2 separate regions of the Rattus norvegicus genome follow, and region 2 is linked to region 1. The links are chromatin contacts, called in public Hi-C maps. All regions are on one chromosome and are shown on one strand. Each heading gives the region's core, a stretch centred on a gene start, on an enhancer-like site or on the middle of the called end of the contact. The rest is flanking DNA. Distances are from core to core; before and after follow the strand shown.

Evidence for each region. Hi-C and Micro-C count contacts between places; a contact is called where the count stands out from the background.
Region 2: a contact with region 1 is called in a Hi-C map of Schwann cells, with 6 times the contacts expected there. The contact joins the promoter of Bcdin3d here to the enhancer-like site in region 1. A contact is called at or near these places in 7 of 12 Hi-C or Micro-C datasets (the A7r5 cell line, Schwann cells, frontal cortex and 4 more).

What each region holds. Positions count from the first base shown.
Region 1 is chr7:132,330,196-132,335,085 of GRCr8, reverse strand. It overlaps Prpf40b (pre-mRNA processing factor 40 homolog B), which reads right to left. Exons shown (of 25, transcript NM_001134583.1): 18 at 4,560-4,676; 19 at 4,275-4,412; 20 at 3,969-4,064; 21 at 3,703-3,789; 22 at 3,353-3,530; 23 at 3,041-3,102; 24 at 2,809-2,946; 25 at 2,174-2,726. The coding sequence ends at 2,634. It overlaps Fmnl3 (formin-like 3), which reads left to right. Exons shown (of 26, transcript NM_001399766.1): 25 at 67-190; 26 at 966-1,956. The coding sequence ends at 1,231. Among named protein-coding and RNA genes, the nearest start is that of Prpf40b, 14 kb to the right of the region's middle. Within about 2 kb of position 2,110, at least 30 of the 93 cell types and tissues checked have an H3K27ac peak or open chromatin away from gene starts, as enhancers often do. A contact at or near this core is called in Schwann cells, where this site is marked.
Region 2 is chr7:132,486,677-132,491,566 of GRCr8, reverse strand. Bcdin3d (BCDIN3 domain containing RNA methyltransferase) reads left to right here and starts at 2,569. Exons shown (of 2, transcript NM_001108751.1): 1 at 2,569-2,843. The coding sequence starts at 2,607.

The DNA.
Region 1 (4,890 bases), core at 861-3,360:
GGGACAGGAACCAGTTGCTTGTTGGGTTAGTGATGACTTCCTTCCCCTTCTAATATCTGGCCTTAGACTCCATCCCAGCGGAACAAATGGCAGCAGCAGGAGCTGATTGCAGAGCTGAGGCGGCGCCAAGCTAAGGAACACCGGCCTGTTTACGAGGGGAAGGATGGTGCCATTGAGGACATCATTACAGGTGGGACATTTGTCCATTGGGCCTAATTCCTAGGGCCTGACCTAACCCCCTTTTGGCCATTCTTCCTAGTCTATTTCCCCACAAAACCTGATCAATGTCTCTCCTGGGCCATAGTGTTGAAGAGTGTCCCTTTCACGGCCCGTACTGCCAAGCGGGGCTCACGCTTCTTCTGTGATGCAGCTCACCATGATGAGTCAAACTGTTAGCCCTCACAGGGCCCTGACAGGTACTGGGCACTACAGCTGCCCTCTCATGCCTTGGAATCACTGGTAGCGTCTCCCAGTGATGGAGACACACTTTGCATGCTGCATGATCTGAGAAACACAGCGTATCCCTGCATGTGTCCCCCCCCACTAATTTGTCCTAGCTACTAAGATCCAAGGGCTAAGGTGTCTCTGGGCCAGGGTTGGGAGCTATGCCAGAGCAGGCAAGACCTAATGATTTGTATTACTGAGGCTCCATTCACAGACCCAAGATATCTTGGGTCCTGGGCTCCCTTAGGGCCCTCCTAAGAGCTCTGGCAGTAGCTCCTATTCAAGGATAGATGTCCTTTGACCTCTGCTACTTGACATCTAGTTGACTTACAGTCTTTTCCTGGGTGGTCTTTAGTTTCCTATGCTATCCTCTGAAAAGAGCTCCAGCAGTTTTTCTAGCTGGTCCTTAAGCCTCCCTCCAAGATCCTCCCTTACCTTCTTCATGGATGACTACTTCCTCAGGTGCTGTCCTGCTCAGTCTCCCTGCCTGTTCACTGTTCATGCGCTTGTTTTCCCCACAGGCTTCAACCATCATCAACCCATGGTCACTCACAGCCAAGCCAGGAGTGAGTGCTGTACCACCCAGTGGCCCTCCTCGGGCTCCAGGTCCCCATTGAGATCCTCTTGGAGGCAGGAGTACTATAATTCTCAGAGTCCTGCAGACGTGGACAGTGAACCCAAAGCCCAGGGCCCGGCAGAAGGCTATGTTGTCCCAGCTGCAGCTGCTCCAGCTCTAAGGCTGACTCGTCCCTGTGCCACTGTGGGCACTAGGTCTGTAGGGGCCTAGCATTCTCCTAGTGCCCCACCCGCAAAGTGCACTTTGCCCCCAGTCTTCAACTTCAGTTCCTGAAGGGGTCAGTTCAGGGCTGGGAAAAACCACTTCCAACTTCAGCTCATTGAGGGTACACAGTCTCTCCCCTAGAGTCTCATGGGATAAGAGGAGGAGGATGTACATCCCATGAGAAATACTGATCGCCCCGCCCCCAGCACACACACACAGCACTAGTCTAGAGAGTGTTCAGATTGATGGACCCTTGGACTCTGCCAATATTGTACTGCAGGAGCTTCTTGCTCCACTTCCTTAAAACCAAAGTGTTGTGGGAGAAGATTTGAGGCTTTCAAAAGTGGAAAGGGAAGGGCTAACGTTTAACATGGAGAGTGGGTGGCAGTGGGACCAGCTGACCCCTGGTGGCCACCCTCTGGATGGGCACTTCCTGCTCCAAACAATGACAGGAAGGGCCTGGACCCCACCCTGCCCACTGTCTTCCCACTGACTGAAGAGCAGAAGCACTGTCTGTACCAGCTCCAAGATTGCTAGAGGAAGGATGTGCCAGCAGGCTCACCTTCCTCAGCCTGTGGATTCTGGCCCAGGAACGGGCAACAGAGGAGCCTCACAGACTGACTGCTCAATTCCCTGCTGGGCTTCCTGACCCTGGAAGGGAATGCAGGGCACTTTGTCTTGTACATGTACCATTTCCTTCCTTGTACATAAACCCCAGACCTCTCAACAAAGTCGTGTGCACCACGCTGTCTTCTCTGCATCAGGTAGGGTGGCCACGAGGATGAGTGTGGGTAGGAAGTGTTTTCCTCCATTTCAGGAGTGATGAGTCTAGGTGTCAGAGGGGCCTAGCTGTGTGGGCTTTAACAACACAGGGAGAAAGCTGTCAGAACAGTGGTGCCCTCTGCTGGTCCCCAGTGGATAGCACAGGAAGTGGACAAAGTCGTAGATCATGTTATAAATATTATTTAAAAAACAAAACAGAACACATACATCGGGTCCCAAGGGAGAGGAAGCAGTGGTAGAGCCCCAGGACCAGGTCAGGCAAGAGCAGGCACTGATGCTAGAGGGTGAGGACCCTGCCCTCGGCCACCCAGGCTGTGTCCAACCAGCCTGTCTCTTTCCTGGGAGACCCCTTCTCACACTATCTACTGGCATCACCCACCCCATGTGGTATAGACTGCCCGTCTCTGGTCTGGGGCTGAGGGCAAGGACTGCACTAGTTGTCTGAGAACTAGGGGACCCTTGAACACCAAGAGCAACCTCGAGAGGCGCTCACGGCAGTGCGTTGGGGTGGGCTACTGTAGGGAAAGTGGACACAGACCAGACAGACGAAGGAGTCTGAGGCAGATGCTGAGGCCACCCTGAAGCCATTGCCTCACGAAGTCCCAAGGCAGAGTAGCTCGTGGGGTCATTGGTGGTCGTCCAGCTGTTGTAGGAGTGTCCGCCTTCGCCTCTCCAGCTCCCCCTCACTCAGCTCGCTTTCCGATGTGTCCCAGCCTGTCTGTTGAGCAAAGGTGTGACTTACCTGAGCCCCTTGGACAGTGTGTCACAGGCTGGGGCGAAAGCCAGGTCCTCCCATTCACCTTCTCCTTCTTGATTCCGAAGCCTGGGGAACGGTTAGGGAGCTCTGCCTGCCGGGGTTCCCTGTCCTGTTCCTGTTCTCTGTCTTCACTCTCCTTACCGGCTTTGTCTTCGGGGTCCGTCTCACTGTCCGGACTGGTCTGTAAGAGTTCAGAGCCCATCTCAGCAGTTGAGCGGCACAGCTGGGAGGCAGGTGAAATGACTGCAGGGCCTCGAGACGACTCCTCCACTCACCGACTTGTGTCTTCTTTTCTTAGTTTTCTTTTTTGGTTTCTTGGTTTTCCGAAGACCATGATCTACAGGTTTACAAAAAACAAAAAACAAACCTCCATGCTGAGCCCCGCTGGGAGGAAAAGAAGGCTCACCCTCTGCCTGTACATTCTTTGTAGATGTGGTCTGAGGAAGGCCGAGTCTGGCTTTCCTTCCTTCACCTAGATCCTTGCCTGGGCAGGGACAGGAAGTCTTGCTACACAGCGAGACCCTCCCAATCCCGGACAAGCCTCAGGGGTCTCTACTCCAGCTCCCAGGCTCCTAGAAACTGCTTACCTGACCCAAGAAGAAGGTGGGAAGATGGGGAGCCTGGTCCTCCAAGGGCAGCACCCCCACTTTCAACTGAATCAAGTGAGGAGGAAGGCTCAGAGCCAGATTCTGAAGGGTTCCGCCGCCTCCGCTTGGGGGGCCGGAGGGATGGTGGGGGCAGCTCCTCTTCATCTGACTCAGAGCCCTGGGCAGATGAGTAGATACCGGTCAGCCCAGAGGTTCTGTCTTCCAGAAGCCCTCATCTGGGAACTGGGGACAGGGAGTCCAGAGCCAAGGAGGTAATGTATAGGGAAAGATGTGTTTAATTTGTATGAAACAGTCCCGCCTCACCCATGTCCCTCTACCTGCCGACTCACTGAGGGGGTGTGCGAACGCTTGCGATGGTGTTTCCTGCCCTTTCTGCCATGCTTTCGGCCTTTGGTGTGGAGGTGCTGGCATTCAGTCTGCTAGAGGCAGAGGGAGAGGTAAAAGAACCTTGCTTTCTGTCTATTCTAGGGCACCCTCAGCCCTCCCCTTCCTTGGCTGGGCAGGTAAAAGGGCCTTCATGGTGACAAGCTACTGAAGGTCTCATGCAGGCCTAGGAGTTCCAAGGTACATAGATGAGGGTGGCCAAGTATCTTACCTCCAGCACCTGCAGGAACTCTCGAAAGAGCCGGATCCGCTCCGACTCCAGGGTGATCTGCTCAAAGGCTGAGTCGCACACAAAGCGCTCACGGACCTTGAACGGGGAGAGCACTGCTGATCAGACCAGGGCCTGCCTGGACCAGCTTGGACACCGCCACGAGAACTGGGCAGGGCTGGGGCAGAGGAAGGAAGGGAACTGGAGCTGGCCCAGGGCTTGTGCTGTGACTGGGGTGGGCCCTCAGTGGTGGAGAAGCTTCGCTGCCCTCAGGCCTGAGGGTGATTGGGGCCAGGCTGTGCTTCTGACCTCTTCCCAGGCAGTGCCCAGCTCCAGAGCAGGCACGGCCTGCCTCAGCATGCTTCGAAAGGCAGCTTCTCTGCGCCGCATCCTTCGGGCCTCCTCCTTTTCCCGTTCCCTCTCCCGTGCCTCTGCTTTTTCCAGCAGCTGAAGGCAAAAAGAAACAGAGCAGGGTCAGGAGTACCTCAAGAGAGGCAGGAAGGCAGGTCTAAATCCCAAGATAACCAGCAGGGCAGTTAGGAACAAGACACTGAGGTAAGAGAGAGGCCCACCCAGCCCTGCCCGTCCCCTCACACTGTTGAAGGTCAGCTTGATGTTGCCTGCGTCCAGCGCAGCAGCCCTCTTGTCAAAGCTTATGACGTGGGCGAAGTCCTCAAAGGCTGTGTTCACCTCCACACAGAAGCCCCGGTCCTGTGGGCACAGCAGTGTGTGAAGGCCAGGGGCACCACAGGCCCAAGACCCAAGGCCAATGGGCAAAAAGAATCAGGCTGCAAGGTGTTCAAGCCTCTGCCCTCAAAAAGGATCCATAAGACTGTGTGACACACCTTAGAAACCATGCTAAGTCTTCATCTGACAGGCCCATTCCGACCTGTGTGGATGCACATGGAGCCAAAAGAGTCAGGAA
Region 2 (4,890 bases), core at 1,320-3,819, 160 kb before region 1:
CTGTCAATGCTGCGTCTGTCTAGTCACCGGCACAGGGCACTCAGTGCACATGTGTAGAAACACTTTCCTGTGTGCTCTACCCACCCACCCTATGAATCACCTGGGGTTGTGGCCTGCATGTACACATCTAGGTCAGGTTAGGGTTTTAAACGTGTCCAACAACACCTTGGACTGGAAGTCTGTGGGAGTGGAGAAGAGTCAAGGTTTTAGCACACACAGAGCCAGACTCTGGTCTGAAGAAAAGTTTCCCAGTCATCAGCCACGCAAAGTTATGAGCAAAGAGTTCCCTTGCATACTGACAGCAAGGAAGCAAGTTTATCCTATTGACAATACAGCACATATAATTGTAACAACTGTGTGAGCTATTACACACACACACACACACACACACACACACACACACACACACACACGCTGAACACCCAAGGCCTTATGACAGATGAGCTAGGCATCATCAGTTTTAAGATAAGGTCTGGTGCTGGGCAGTGGTGGTGCAGACCTTTAATCCTGGAACTGGGGAGACAAACGCAGGTGGATCTCTGATTTCAAGGCCAGCCTGGTCTATAGAGTGAGTTCCAGGACAGCCAAGGCTACACAGAGAACCTCGGTCTCGGGGGGGAGAGAGAGAGAGAGAAGAAGAGGAGGGAGGGGGAGAGGGGAGACACACACAGACATGCACGTGCACACAGGCACACGCATGCACACGCACATGGAGATAGAATAGCATTCAGCAAAAACTGGAGTTAAGTAATATCCTAATACAAACATTGCTAATTAAGCCTCCTATTATGGGAATCTTTTATGATGGTTCTGATAAATGCTAATGTTTAAACTGTGCGATTATTATAAGTAAATTTTCTCTTCTATTGTTTGATGTTTATAACTTGGTGGTTCAGGTTTTTCCCCCCTCACAGAGGACACCCCTCTACCATTAGTTCGGACCCCAGACCCAGAGAAGCGTCTGATAAGATGCCATAAAATCCAGTCAAGCAGAGTTCAGAACGAACTCCCAGGAGCTGCTGCAACTGCCTGAAACCGGTTCTTCACAGAACTGGAGCAGAAACCTGGGCTTCTTTGAAAACCTGGAGCAGAAACCTGGGCTTCTTTGAGATAGTTTGAATAGGAATGGCCCCCATAAGCTCATATATTTGAATGATTAGTCACCAGGGAGTGGCGTTCTTTGAAAAGATTGGAAGGATTAGGGGGTGTGGCCTTGTTGGAGGAAGTGTGCCCTGGAGGTGGGCTTTGAGGTTCCAAAAGCCCAGGCACAGGCCAGAGTCTCTCTTTTGCCTATGGGTCAGGATCTGGCTCTCAGCTACTGCCTCCCACCATAATGATGATGGACTAAACCTCTGAAACTGTAGCAAGCCTCCAATTAATCTTTTTTAAATAAGAGTTGCCATGGTTACCTGTTTCTTCACAGCAATAGAACAGGGACTAAGGCAGCCTGACTCCTCAGTCTCCCTCCTCACCAGCTTCCCCCACCCTAGACCACACTTAGAAAGTTTTTTTTTATTTTCTTTTTTTCGGAGCTGGGGACTGAACCCAGGGCCTTGCCCTTGCTAGGCAAGCGCTCTACCACTGAGCTAAATCCCCAATCCCTTTAGAACGTTTTTTAAGTGTTACCATTTCCTAGCCTGTGTACACATGTGTGGAGACCAGAGTCAGATGGCAGGGGTCTTCTTGGATCATTTTCCACCTTATCTTTTGAGACAGAATCTAATGAGCCTCGAGATCACCAACACAGCGAGGCTGGCTAGCCAGCAAACTCCAGAGAAGCTCTAGCTTCTGTTTCCACAGCTCTGGGATTACAAGCATACACCATTACACCCGCTTTTTATGTGGGTGTTTGGGATCCGAACTCAGGTCCACATGCTTACCCGGCAAGCATTTCCTGACTGAACCGTTTTTGCAGCCCTTGGCCCACTTTTGATCTAAGTTTATCTCAACACATCTCTTTCAATTTAACTCCTTTCTCCCTTCCATTTTATTTCTTCCCAAACAGATACGGCTTAGTCACGTATTTGCATCTTGTATAGCTTTCATTCAACAAGTGTTTACTGAACAGTGCACCAGGATTTTTGATAAATTCAGGAGATTCACAGCTGAAAAGTATCAATGTTGCAAGTCCATCCTCTGGAGTGAAGTCTATAGTTATGTCTGTCTCCCCTGGGGCACCTCAGGTGATCCACCTTTTACTAAACCAGACTCAAACTCCTGTGTCACGGTATACATTATCATTGTGTGGCCTGTCACAGGCCACATGCACTCCCAAGACAAGGAATTTTTCTCCTTTTCAGCTCGCTTTGTGCATCTGAAAAGAAAGGAACTTGGACCGACTTCATTTCCAAGACTCCCACAAACACCTTGCTTTGGTCAGTGGCCCAAGGTTCAACCTCAGCTTGGGCAAGCCCCTTAAGAGGGGAAGATCACAGCCTCCAATAGGATACCAAAAGCCCAAACTGGGCACGGGAGTCTTCTCATCTGCCTAGTCTCAACGTGTTTCCGATCTCTATCCTAGGCGCACGCGCGCTGGCGCAGCGCTCCCCCTCTCCCGCCGCAGGCTCCAGACTTCCGGTTCCGCTCCGACCCGGGGACCGAGGGTGATGGCGGCAACCCAGGAATTGTCCAAAGGGGGCGTTGAAGAGGCTGTGGAGGAAGACGACCCGGCAGCTTTGAAGCCTGGGGCCGCGCCGTTCGGAAATTTCCCTCATTATTCCCGCTTCCACCCTCCCGAGCAAAGGCTCCGCCTTCTGCCCCCGGAGCTTCTTCGACAGCTCTTCCCTCCCGAGGGTCCCGAGAGGAGGCCGATCCTAGGGCTCGACGTGGGGTGTAACTCCGGGGTGAGTGACGCGGGAGGGATCGGAGTCGGTGCTGGCCTGGGCGTGGCTTCAAAATTCGCCCAGTGTGGGCTTTTATTTTTATTTATTTATTTATTTATTTATTTATTTATTTATTTATTTTGGTTCTTTTTTTCGGAGCTGGGGACCGAACCCAGGGCCTTGCACTTCCTAGGCAAGCGCTCTACCACTGAGCTAAATCCCCAACCCCAGTGTGGGCTTTTAAAGTATAGCGTTGACAGACACGTTCAGGTCCCAGCCCTCCCCTCTGGAGTCCCACCCCCGAGTGAGGAATTTTGAGTAATCCACGATTCATTCCAAAAATTCCCGCCAGACCGCTGGGGAGGAGGACTGTCTGATCAGAACTTCCTCCTCTTCTGCTTTGCTGGTCTTCTTGGTTGAGGAACGGAGACCCCCATCTGGGAATCCTGGTTCCCAAAAATAAGAACCAGGGTGACAGAATCACGTCTGAAACTTAAGATATACAGTGCAGGGCAGACCTGGAGCCAGGGCCGTATTTACTTAAACTTGTGCTAACAGAGAAGTACAACGGTGAACAGTAGAGAGGATCAAGAAAGAAAATAGATCATTCTGCCAGGGGAGGGAAGCCTTAACCACCCTTCCCGCCGCAAAGTGTTTTCAGACATATAACGATTAAAGTCAAACCACAGCAAAAATAAGGAAATGCCAATCTCACCTATTTGTAGCTAGTTAGTGAATGTGTCCCGGAAGCAGGTAGGTTTACCCCATGATTGCAAACAGTTAGGACCCTCCACCATTGGTTCCATGTTCCCATCACCACGGAGTCCGGGGATGGAGAGAACTTGACAAATGTCGGCCTTTCGCCCACGTGTAACTCAGAAGACTTGTGGCACCCCCACAAGTCTGAGACTAGCCTAGGCTACTGAGACCCTGTTTCCAAAAACTACGGGGGAAAAAGAGACGTTAGTGGGTGGTGAAGACCGGGTGGTACTCAGCTGAGGAGAGCTTTTGGCTATAGACGGAAATAAACTGCTGGGTGTGTGTCCCTTGTAAACGTCACCATGATATAGGAAACCAGCAGGAAAACAGAAAACATTTAAAAGATTTTAAAGCTGTAAGCGGTGCCTGTTGAAGCTCGTTAGAAAGGACACCACTGCACTTGACTGGGGCACTTCTTGAACATGCATTCACTTGTGTTTTTGTTCTACACGAGGCCTCGCTGCATAGCCATGCTGCCCTCAATACACAGACCACAAATACGCCAGCCTCAAAAACGCAGGGTCGGATAGGAGGGAAGCAGATCAAGCTAGGAGGAAATCTGGTGGTGTGGTGTGGGTCCTTACGACGGTAGCGTGACTGCAGTTTACTAGAGACATAGAATCTCAGCCTTTCCCCCGTCTGCTAAGTGAGCGTCTGTATTTTCAGATGACCCCCCCAGGTGAGCGGGATACCTTTACCGTTAGAAGGGGTGCCAGGGATACAGCCCTGTTCTTCAGAGTGCCCGATGCTCTTCCAGAGGACCTGAGTTCCGCTCCCAGCCTCCTTGTGTGACAGCTCACAATTTCAGCAGATCAGAAGTCCTCTTCTGGCCCCTCTAGGCACCCGTACACATATGGTGTGTGTGTGAGCATTAAGACACATGCATACACATAAAAAAGGTAGTTGTTGAAATAGTTAGAAAGGCCTGATATGGGGTTGGGGATTTGGCTCAGTGGTAGAGCACTTGCCTAGGAAGCGCAAGGCCCTGGGTTCGGTCCCCAGCTCCAAAAAAAAAAAGAACCAAAAAAAAAAAAAAAAAAAGAAAGGCCTGATATGAAAAAAAGGATTTTTTTTTTTTAAAGATTTATTTATTCTATATAAGTCCACTATCGCTGTCTTCAGACACACCAGAAGAGGGCATCTGATCTCATTACAGATGGTTGTGAGCCACCATGTGGTTCCTGAGATTTGAACTCAGGACCTCTGGAAGAGCAGTCGATATAGTTTAATTTTCCCATTTGGGGATTTTGTATAAAGGAAAACTTGTATGACAGCACATGCTTGTAATGCCAGCATTTGGGAGGCTGAA